2 separate regions of the Zea mays genome follow, and region 2 is linked to region 1. A link is a contact called in public Hi-C data. All regions are on one chromosome and are shown on one strand. The core of a region is the stretch at or near the end of the contact, and the rest is flanking DNA. Distances in the headings are between cores, read along the strand shown.

What was found. A called contact is a pair of places that touch in the nucleus more often than the background predicts.
Region 2: a contact with region 1 is called in a Hi-C map of bundle sheath, with 3 times the contacts expected there. The contact joins the promoter of LOC103642454 here to the promoter of LOC118473551 in region 1. A contact is called at or near these places in 5 of 25 Hi-C or Micro-C datasets (bundle sheath, ear, endosperm and 2 more).

What each region holds. Positions count from the first base shown.
Region 1 is chr10:55,965,126-55,970,806 of Zm-B73-REFERENCE-NAM-5.0, reverse strand. LOC118473551 reads left to right here and starts at 2,450. Exons shown (of 2, transcript XM_035963379.1): 1 at 2,450-2,883; 2 at 3,858-5,681.
Region 2 is chr10:56,371,816-56,377,496 of Zm-B73-REFERENCE-NAM-5.0, reverse strand. LOC103642454 (vacuolar sorting protein 18) reads right to left here and starts at 2,354. Exons shown (of 23, transcript XM_020545850.3): 1 at 1,846-2,354; 2 at 1,576-1,788; 3 at 1,350-1,489; 4 at 1,173-1,268; 5 at 860-927; 6 at 662-763; 7 at 342-480; 8 at 70-210. The coding sequence starts at 2,014.

The sequences.
Region 1 (5,681 bases), core at 1,201-3,700:
CTCCGGCACCGACACTCTACAGTGCCACACCTGGTGCCCAGGCGTCTTCCAGGAGACAGCCCCCCCCCCCCCCCCCCCCGCACTCCTCGATCGAGGTTTTCGCTTAGCCCCCTGTCGTGGCCCCTGCAGCCCCTTGTCAGGCTTCCACCGCCGATGGCGACCGCCGCCCCCGCAAGGGCAGATGTGGGGGCGGTAGCTCCACCCGTGGGGTTCGATCGGCTGGGGTGGCGGCCAGGGCTAGCCGTTGTTCTACAACCCCTGGACCAGCACCATCTCCATGTGGCTGGATGAAGCCCCAGTGCATCCCGTCCTCCTATGTTGGTGCCCGCTCTCTTGACTGCTCCCACCTACGGCGTACCTGCATTGCCAGCGTACGGAATGCCTCCGTACGGTGCGCCCCCGATGACCTCGGCCTCGCCTCCGCTCCCGCCTAGGGGGACCCCTACCACAACACCCTGGACCTCGTTCACTAGAGGCTGGGACCCAACCTCTCATCGCCGCCTACAGCACCATGGCGTTGACTCCACCATCTTCTGGCTGGCTCATCGACTTCGGTGCATACCACACCACCCCTACCATAGGCATGCTATCTCGTTCACACCCACCTCATTCTACACAACCTACCTCAATCGTCGTTGGAAACGGTTCCACTCTTCCAGTCACATCAGTAGGTGCCTCGGTACTCCTTGGACCGTTCTATCTCAACGACGTCCTCGTAGCCCCACACATCGCCCATAATCTCCTTTCTGTCCATTGGTTCACCACTAACAATTCTTGTTCCATTGAGTTTGACCTTTCTAGTTTTCTGTGAAGGATCTAGCCACTAGGACCCCACTCGCCCGATGTGATAGCGTCGGGCCCCTCTACACGCTCCGACCCTCTTTCACCGGTGCGTCTCCACCTCCCATCCTAGAGTCCACCACCACCTCCACCACTTGGCATCATCGTCTCAGCCACCCAGGACCTGACATCATGACCAAGCTTTCCAGAAGTTTAGATTCTTCTTTTATTAGGGACATTTTGAATGCCTCTGTCATGCTTGTCAGCTTGGCTACCATACTCGTCTCCCTTTTACTACCTCTTCTTCTCGGGCTGAGCAGGCTTTTGACCTGGTTCATTGCGATCTTTGGACCTCCCGTATACTTAGTCTTTCTAGATATAAATACTATTTGTCAATTTTGGATGATTTTCCATTTTCTCTGGACTTTTCCTCTTCGTTTGAAGTCCGACACTTTTACCACCCTCACTCACTTCTTCGCCTGGGTCTCCACCCAGTTCCGTCGCCCGGTCCATGCACTGTAGTGTGACAATGGCCATGAGTTCGACAACCATGCCTCCCGGTCATTCTTCCCCACCAGTGGCTTCAGTTACGTCTCTCGTGGCCCTACACCTCTGCCCAGAATGGCCGGGCCAAGCGCATGATTCGCACCACCACTAATATGATCCACTGCCTTCTCTTCCAGGCATATCTCCCTGCCATCTACTGGGCAGAGGCCCTATACACCGCCACCCACCTCCTCAACTATCCTCCATCGAAGGCGGTGAGCCACCCCACCCCCTACTTTAACCTGTATGGCACAACCCCTCCTACGACCACCTCCGCGTGTTCGGCTATGCTTGCTATCCCAACACTTCTGATACTGTAAAGCCCAAAAAATGATATAAATAAATAGATATAATTATGTTAGTATTTTGGGGAATTTTCGAAGCCTTTTGGAGATTTATTAGTTCCCTTCCTTTTCATAGTTAGATAAAATAGTAAATTAATCAAGTAACCAATAAATAAATAAAGGAATGGGCATTCCATGCTTATGAATTTGTTGGGGTGCATTTTCGTGAAATGAGGAGTCATAATTTACATTTGATCTCAACTTATAAATTAAAATATAACATGAGAAACGGAATTTGTAATAAAGTAAATTGTCGTTAGAATTAAATATTGGGAAGGTGAATAAATAATAATAGTGGAAATAGTAGGATTTGTATTATATATAATTGTGATTGGGGATCTGAAATGCAAAATAGGAATTTGAATTTGGTTTGAAAATTTCAAATTGGAACTAGAAATAAATTTGAGGTTTAAATAGAAAATGGAAGTGAAAAACAAAAGGAGAAAACAACAGACCTCGTCATAGGCCGAATTTCCAAGTTCTCGGCCCATCCCGTCCCCTCTTGCGCGGCCCAATCTGGTCGCAGCCACTTACACGCGGGACCCACGCCACCAGCTCCTTCCGCCGCCGCGCGCATCGCGCGCCCTCGTCGTCGCATGGGCCCTCATCGCCAGCCTCATCGCTCCGTGCTTGTGACCACTGGTTCACCGCTTGGTGGGCCCGGGCTGTAAGTCATCTTCTTCCTAAACTGAACACCGGGGTGCGCGGCGGTCTCCGCTGGCTGCGTGGCTTCAGCGGCTCCACGCGCATGACCAGGCGGATGCGCACTCGCGAACCCGGTCTGTCCCAGCGCAGCGAAAGCGTGTGGGCCAATGGTGTCGGGCTCGCCCCGTCCTCGGGTTATTCTAATCCCGCGCCGCAAACTCCGTCTTCCTCGGCAACAGATTCGGCAACCGGGGTATAAGAATCGGCCTCCCCTGACCATCTATCCAGTGTGCCGCCGAGATTCCAAAGGAGGGAGAGAAATAGGAGCTCTTGCCGGTGTGGCGCCAGTAGATTTTGACGACTCCCATCGCCCGTCGTGCAAGCACTTCTTGGGAATCTGTGTGCGGTCGGGGTGGTGCGCCTGGAGTTGGTGATCGTGGGCGACGCCTGCGCTGGCAGTGGTGTGGTGGTGGGGTGACCGTGGCTTCTGCAATTCCTCAACGAAGCTCTGAACTTCCAATCGAGCGGCTGCTCATCGGGGACCAGCTTCTCTGCAACATCTTTGACGGTAAGGTCTTGGTAGAATGATTTTCCGTTTCCTCTGTGTCGCGTAGCACCTATCAGTGCGTGTCGTTGGGCACCAGATCGCTGGAGCACCGTTCGCCGGCGAGGTTGCTGCCGTGGCGGGCCCTATGCTGTCGCCAGGTTGGTCCTCTGGGGAAGAAGGGCTCCTTGCCGTCGATTGCGTAGCGTACGGTTCCGATTAAACATAGAGTACCGTTTTGGTTAAGTAAATCTGGACCCTACATCTAAATTTAATGGTCGGCGGACCTCATAAACCTTGGGCCATCGGATCTCGATCTAATGGTTAGGATGGCGTACCGGTTCGGGGTCTGGTCTAGTGCGTTGGATCTTGATCGGGCGGCCCATATTACGCTCCGGTTCTCTTTAAGCCTGAATCTAATCTAGACCACAGGATTCTGATCGGATGGCTTAGAATTCACGATACCCCTTCGCCATGCCATTCTTACTTAAGGACCCCTCTGTTTTCTTAATATCAACCGCCGTCCCGAGTGGTTTAAAGATCCTTACGCTGAGGCCCTGGTTTTTTATAAAATAACCCCTGATCTTTAGTATAATAATGTGTACAGTCCAGAACTCGGGGGAATTAAATAATTGAGTAAGGAAAATGAATTTCTAGTGTAAAAATAATCCTAGAACTTGTTTAATTCCTAGAGAATTCATACTTAGTCCAAATTAATCCATTCCAGTTCCTATAATTTTGTAATAATGTTGTTTATCACCTAGTGTCTCTGTTTTGACATGAATAACACAATAAAATTTATATCCTATTTAATCTTGTACAAAACACATAAAACCTTCAGAAATTCATAACTTAAAATCTATAACTCCAAAATTAATGATTCCTGTTCCTAGAATCTTATTTTAATGTGTAGATTATTATTATTTATTTTATTTACATGTTTGGTGTGATGTTAATTTTGCCTATGTTATGTTTGTCTGTATTGCTACGTTTAGCAGTGAGGACACCGTGTCATCTGAAGAGCAAGTTGGTACCTGGAATCTCAAGTGCCAGGCAAGTTGTGCCCTTGATCACTTTTTTTACCCAGTCATCTTTTGATTAATCATAATGATCTGCATAGGATAATTTTGATGTGACCCTTTATGTTACCCTAGTTTGATTATCTTTATACCTTGACTCCACTAAACTTTTTGGGTAGTACCTGCTATTGCTTTATGTGGTTTTGGGTCTAGAGATACATTTTATTCATGATTATATTTTATTATCAGTTGTTATCTACTGTTCATGTTAAGATCATTATGTTAATTGGAACATGGAGAACCACCCGGGAAAATAGTGCTACCACAAGGGTTGTATGGGACACCCTTGGCTGACTAATTAGGAAAGCTAGTGGAAGACTACCTTACCCAAAAGGGGAAAGGGCAGTAGGGGAGTTGCATGCAGGGAGGTTCTCGGGTTGATTTTGCTGCAATGGCGGTCAGACGAGGGATTCTTACAAGTGCTCTTCCCATAAACTGTAGCGGGTTTTCGAAAGCTAGTGGAACTTTGTAAAGGCCTCGTAGTGTTACCCAGCCTCGCCTCCTCGGTAGAGGTGTACGGGATTGGCCGTCTCTTGGCAGATGGGTAACATGACTTGTGGGTAAAGATGCACAACCTTTGCAGAGTGTAAAACTGGTATACTAGCCATGCTCACGGTCATGAGCGACTCGGACACTCACATGATTAATTTATGCAACTAAACTCAATTTGTCATATGCATTGCATTGAGGGTGTTGTTATTACTTTTGTTCTTCTACTTAATTGGGTTGGTATTTACTTATACTTAGTAATTGCTAATAAAATTTTGACCAACTTTAAAAGCAATGCTCAACTCTAACCATCCTCTTTGGTAAGCCTTACACCTCACGTGAGCTCCCACCTTTGGCGAGTTCATGCACATTATTCCCCACAACTTGTTGAGCTATGAACGTATGTGAGTTCACTCTTGCTGTCTCACACCCCCCACAGGTCAAGAACATGTACCGCAGGATGAGGCGCATGGAGGATGTTGTGACGTGTTCGTGAGAGGTATAGGCCGTCGTCTCCCAATCAACTTTGGGTTGCTGGATCGTTGTCTCCTTATGATGTAATTATTTATTTATTTTATACAGAACTCCTATTATATAGCAAAGATGTGACATTTGTTTCTATACCACTATTCATCATATGTGTGAGACTGGTCCCATCACACCTGGTGTTTATTTCACGCCCAGGTTTTGGAACCCTAAAACCCGGGCGTGACAGAAGTGGTATCAGAGGAATGTTGACTGTAGGACGAAACCTAGATAGAACTGGACAACCATTCTCTACTTACCTTTGCTACTCTGATTCTTTCTAAACTTTTCTTAACCTTTTCTCATCTTTTTCCGCTTTACTCTGATTACTCTTACCTTTTTCCTTCTAAAGACAAACTTGGATTTCACACTTTGAAATCCTGTGCTTAAAGTGACTTTTAGGAATAGGAGACCTACTCTTAGGAACAAAAACAAAACTATTTTTTAGTATCTATATGCTTGAATGCTTGTTCTTATGATATTTGTCTGATTTGGATCTTTGATTGAGTGTGATGGGTTGTGGATCAATGTCCACAATTACATCTGCATATATATCTAGGCATAAAGGATAGTAGTTATAAAATAACTCAACAATCTAGATTATCCCCATTAAAATGTATCTAGTATTCCGTGTCTATCTCATCTTGGCAGATTCAATCTTACCTTTGGACATTCACCTTATACGTCTACTTACCCAATCTTGACATCAGATTAAGCCCTGCCAAAGAA
Region 2 (5,681 bases), core at 1,105-3,604, 410 kb before region 1:
ATAGCATTAGCTATTCAAATCAGGAAGCGTTGATGACATGACTCAAAGAAGAATCCAAAAGTCCCAAACCTGGAATATAGAACTTTCATCATATGCATAGAAAAGTCCTGTAGATGGATCACTACAGAGGCCAATTATTCCTCTTGAAGTTTCAGGTGTATCATCAACTACAAGTTCCTCCACCATCTGCTGACTTATTCTGTTCACTACCTAAAAATTTTAGGTTATGCATTGGTTTTGTAAAGAAATACACACGATAGTGGGAAGTAAAAAAATAGTGTGAGAAAGCAAAACAAATTACAGGGAAATGGTGTAAAGATAAACTTTTGAGAATCTTATACCTTAATCTTGTCCCCAATCAGAAGCAGAAAATGGAATTCAGACAATGCAAATGACCTTGGTTTAATTCCGGAATCCCCCAATTTTGAATAGTCAAAAAAACCCTTGTTCTCCACAAAGTTCTCATCTCCACTGGTAGAGCTGGAAAACAAAATTCAGTTAGGAAAAACATAGTGCAGAAATTCCAGAGACGTAAATCGTGTTTCCTTTAATGAAATGCAGTGGTAGGATGGATTACTCAGATTCTTTAGCAACCAAGCGAGTGACAGAGCTGTTTTTTTGGAAATATACATGTTATTCAATGGTTGATTCAGTGGTTCACCTGTGTTGTGCTCCAAAATTCAGTTCACCATGATAGATTCCAGATCCAGAAAGCCATCCAAAGTGTTTAGCCCTTCTTTGTTTGATAAAGAAATGTAGTTCACTGGGTGGCATGCAATGGACACATAAGTTAGAAACACAGAAAACTAGTGTGTATATATGCCTATTCTGTGAGCACTGTAGAAATCATATTGGTTACCTATTAGGTATCTCTCCTGGGAGCTCCATAAAGTGTATGGCCCGATCAGAATAACTAGCAAAAACAGTCTGTGGACATCACAAATTTCAATATAATACAATGGAAAGCCCTTTTAAAAAAATCTATAGTATATGGTGTTGCTTTCCAAAAACTAAAGCATTCGAAGTCAAAGCATAAGCATCTCGTCTTTCGAACATAAGCACTAACACTAACAAGGACATCAGAGCCTCAAGATAGCAAACTTGCCTTCCCAACTAATTTAATAGGATAATCCTGAACTTATCAATCAAAATGTAAGAGAATTAATACTTACTTCTAGTGAACCAATGCCAGTAAAAGAGTAAAGTCGTGTCGGAGTGACGGCCATCACATAGTATCTTGTGGAATTTCCAACCACAGCAGTCTCCATCTGCACAACAAATTGCTCAATCACGCCCACTCCAGCGAAAACAGAAGAATTTATTTAACATCAATTGACAGTATCTGAAACCTGCAGGTCCTTGATGCCTTCTCTTTGCTCAGTGAGCTCGAAGAGTGGCTTCACATACTTCTCCCTTTTGTCAGCCTCGTCCACGGCCATCTCAAAGATTTGGCCGCTCTCAGTACCCAGGATAACCTCCTTGGTTGATGCTGCAGCACCAAAATCAGACGATCGACGATGAAATGAATTTTCCAATAGATGATGATTGAATCCAGAGGAAGGGATCGGGAATTACCTTCCGTGATGGACTGGCGGTTCCAGGCGACCGCATTGACAAGGAGGCCCCGGAGGCGGGGGAGGAGCTTGGGTCGCGGCCACCTTGCGTGGTGGTAGTACGTCTCTGCGCCGCCGGGGTGGACTACCGTGGCGACGCAGTGCTTGCCGCCGGGATCCAGGAACACTCGGTGCACCGAGTGGTCGCCAGAACGGCCGCTCCCGAGGTCGAGATCTGCGGGCGCGGGGCGGTGAGGTGATGCCTTGCGAAAAAGGGAGAGGGGGGACTTACCGTGGGCGTCCTCGAAGGAGAAGTCGTGGCGGACGAGCCAGCCGCGGGAGGTGCCGAGGACGATGACGTCGCTGCCGGCGGCCATGGAAGTCACGACGCCGTGGCCCCGCGCGGCCTGTCGCTCCAGGGGGTCCACGGAGAAGAGCTGGCCGCCGCCTCCGGCTTCCATGGACGGAGACACGGGGGTCAGTGAGAGCTGCTGAGAACTGAGCGAGTGCTGAGCGGAGGCAGTTGGTCGCCGGCGCGGAAGCTGCTCGTGAGGGGCGGGATCGCTGCGGCCGGCGGTGACGTGTGAGCTCGCGGAGAGCCGAGGAGCCCAGCCGGTGGAGAGAGATGGATCGCTGGCATTGCTGGGCTGGATGTGCTTCCCCACTCCGAGCCTAGAGGCCCGCGATCAGATTCCGGCCCAAAATTTAGATCACGAAACGGCTTCTCTTTTTTCGAATCAACAGATGGCCAAATAGGGGAGGGTTGGAGAGCCGGACAGCGGAGTCACAGTTGCCTTGCCTAGGCCGAAAAGGGAGGCCGGAGAGTCGCGGACGTGGAGAGGGAAGCCGGAGAGCAGATCCTCCGTGCCTGGGCGCGCGCGTCCGTGCGACCATGCCTGGGCGCGTGGCAGACAGTGGATGGCCGGATCCGGATGGGGATCGGTGGGTGCTGGCAGGTGGGCACGTGGCACGGGCGATGGGCGGTGGCAAGTGGCAACTGGGCGCGGGCAGTGGCGGTGGCGGCTGGGCTCCTATGTGCTGCGCTATTCAAACGGGTTAGATTAAGGTCGAGTCGTAGATCATTTAGCACGACTCGTATCTGATTCTTGTTTAGTGTTAGGTTCGGTCCGGCTAGTCTGTGCCTTCCTATTTAACGACATATCGGATTATGTTTTTTCGAGTTGGATCGGATTTTTTGACTTTGGGTCAAGTTTTTTTGAGTTAGGTCGTGTTTTAGATCAAAAATCATAACCCGTACCTGGTCGTGAATTATTGCAGGTCAAAAATTACGACACGTACCCGTCTCTTGCATTGGTCGAGTCGGGTCGAGCCGGGTTTTTATCGGGCAAGTCAAGTCAGGTTGGTCGAGTCGAGTGATCCATGATCAGGTCTAGTGCTAAAATCCTAGGACTCGAGACCTGTGGCTTGCACCTGGATGAGTGGGTTTGTGGGTGGTGCGTTATGGTTTGCTCTTTAGACTTTGTTAGTTTGTTGTTCGCTTCGGATTAAAACCGACGGTTTAGACTGCTGCAGCTGCAATCCATAAAGATAAAAATATTATAGAAGGCGATACGGATTAAAGACAAGAGAACAGGCTGGTGTGTGGGCTGGGCAAAAAAATTATGACTATATGTGAAGATTACCAACGGACGAGAGATAATATCAAAATACATATTTATTCCAACTTAGGTCGCGAGGTCGGTCGCGGGCCTAACCCGCGGGTCAAAAGCTATATTCCGGATCCATCGGATTAAGATATTTGATAGATATCTAAATCCACGGGTGATGGAGACGAGGTTCGATCTTTCATCACATTTAATGAGGGTGTTTGGTTCTATTGAATTAGTTTGTATCACATCGAATGTTTTAATGACAACTACATATATTAAATATAGTCTAATTATAAAAACTAATTACGTAGATTAAGACTGAAAGACGAGACAAAAAATTATTAATCATATATATATGTGCTCGTGTGTTACCACATAAGTTAAAAATTAATATAAAACATAGATCCAGAAAGACAAACATCGCTATGATATGTGCAGCCATCTTCCTAGGTTCCAGCGCACGATGGCGTCCACCACCACCACCTTCCTCGTTGTCTTGCTGCTTGTAGCAGCGTCCGCATTGCTGGCGCGATCCTGCTCACCTCACGACCTGCACAAGCTGCTGAGCGTGAAGCAGACACTAGGCAACCTAGTGATGTCGTTGACGTGGACCACACTGCTGCCCAACTGCTGCGCGTGGGACCACCTCTGGTGCAACGACGTCGAGCACGTGAACAACATCTTCATCAACAACGCGGACGACATGCGCGGCTAGATCCCGTCCTAGCAAGCAGTTTAACTTTTTATGTTCTAACTTTACATATAATATATATAGATGCATTGTACATTATTACTCATGGAAAAATGTATTTGATTATTAATTAATAACAAGTGGTTCTTGATATATTTTCATATGACAGTGTTTCATATCTTCCCCTAAAGTCCAAACTATCTAGCCTAATGCAAATCGGTCCTAGCATGCTAGTTGCTTCAACAGCTGAGGCGTATATGAAGAATCAATTGATCATATATGAATTATGTGCAATGCCACTGTTAGTAATAAAGTAAACACGACCAATTAATTGAATGATATGAATTTAGATTATTGGCCTCATTTGTCGGTGTTTGGTACCGATGGTGCACTACAAGGCATACCACGTAGTGCTTTTGGGAGGACGTCAACGTTGATCACAGCTCAATGGTTTGTGCGTAGCACGCCGGGACAAAGAGAGTTAGACATGTTCGGGCCGCTCGATCGCGTAATACCCTATGTTATATGAGTTTCTAGTGGATGTATTGCTTGATGATTACAAAAGATGAAGAAAACGAGGATGGTGCAGATGCCCTCTCTCTCATATTGATCTCTCCTTTTTGTAGGAGCTCCCCTTTGACCTTATTGTCGACTGAAGCGGAGGTACAACGTAACAGCATTGCTCACAATCTATGTGTGCCTGCTTCTGCTATGTTCGTGCCTATGCTATCGGTGGTTGTTCGGGTCTTCGGATATCTTTTGTACGTGCCGACCAACTTTAGAGTCCTTGCACCCGTGCAACGTCCTCCTTCGATCGTCTTCTGTTGCGTTCGACTGAGGCCCACTGAGCGCCTTGTGGGCATCCCATTAGGGGCACCATAGGTGGGCCACGGAGCATAACCGAGACATGGTGTGATGAGGACATGAACTGCAACACGAGTACGACTACACTAGCAGCACCTCCACCTCAGGCACCACTTCCCTCCTCAGTTGGGCCAACTCCACCTCAGGCGCCACTTCTTTCATTAGTTGGGCCAATCACACGGGCCCGTGCAAGAGATCTTAACTCCGTCATGCTACTGAATAATGAGGGACCAGAAGAATAGACGATCAGTCCAACTGCGGCCCATGGTGGAGGACCTAGGATGGGCCACCCTAGGGTTGTGTTTTTCCAGGAGTTGTGCCTCCTTTTGTTCCTTGAGTTTTGTTTTACATTAGCCTTAGCTATTCCCGAACACGCACAGATTAGCATTGTCTTCGTGTATTCAGAACTCCACCCTCAAGTAATAGATTAGATTGCTCGTATCTTTTTCTTGTCTGTTCTTCGATTGCGTGCAGGAAACGATCTTCGTGATCAGGTTGATCTTGCACCAGCAAGGTCGGTAACCACATGGAGTTGGTTCAGCGATTGCATTGGCGCTCGGGCTTGCTCGTCGTACTCAGATCGTGAGGGTCATCTTCCACCAGATCGAAATTATCTCCACTCACCGAAAGATCAGGCACTTCAGCCTTATCAAGTGGTATCAGATTTCCAGGTTGATCGGTGAGTTTATCGAGTGTTTTTCATCTCCTATAGTCCATGAAACCACATTAGAATTCATGTTAGACCTTATCCCAGCACCCTTTTAAGCCTCACACTTTCTTTCAATAATTTGCATTGTTGAATTTGTGTGTTGTCGCATCATTTGTTGTTGGTTGCATTGTGTTTTATTTCGCGATCCTTCTTTCTTCCACTTTTCAAACCCTAGTGTGCCGCCACCATCTTCCGTTTGATCACGCCACGCACCAAGTCAACACCGCTTCCTTATTTTTCTCCTTCGGTTACAT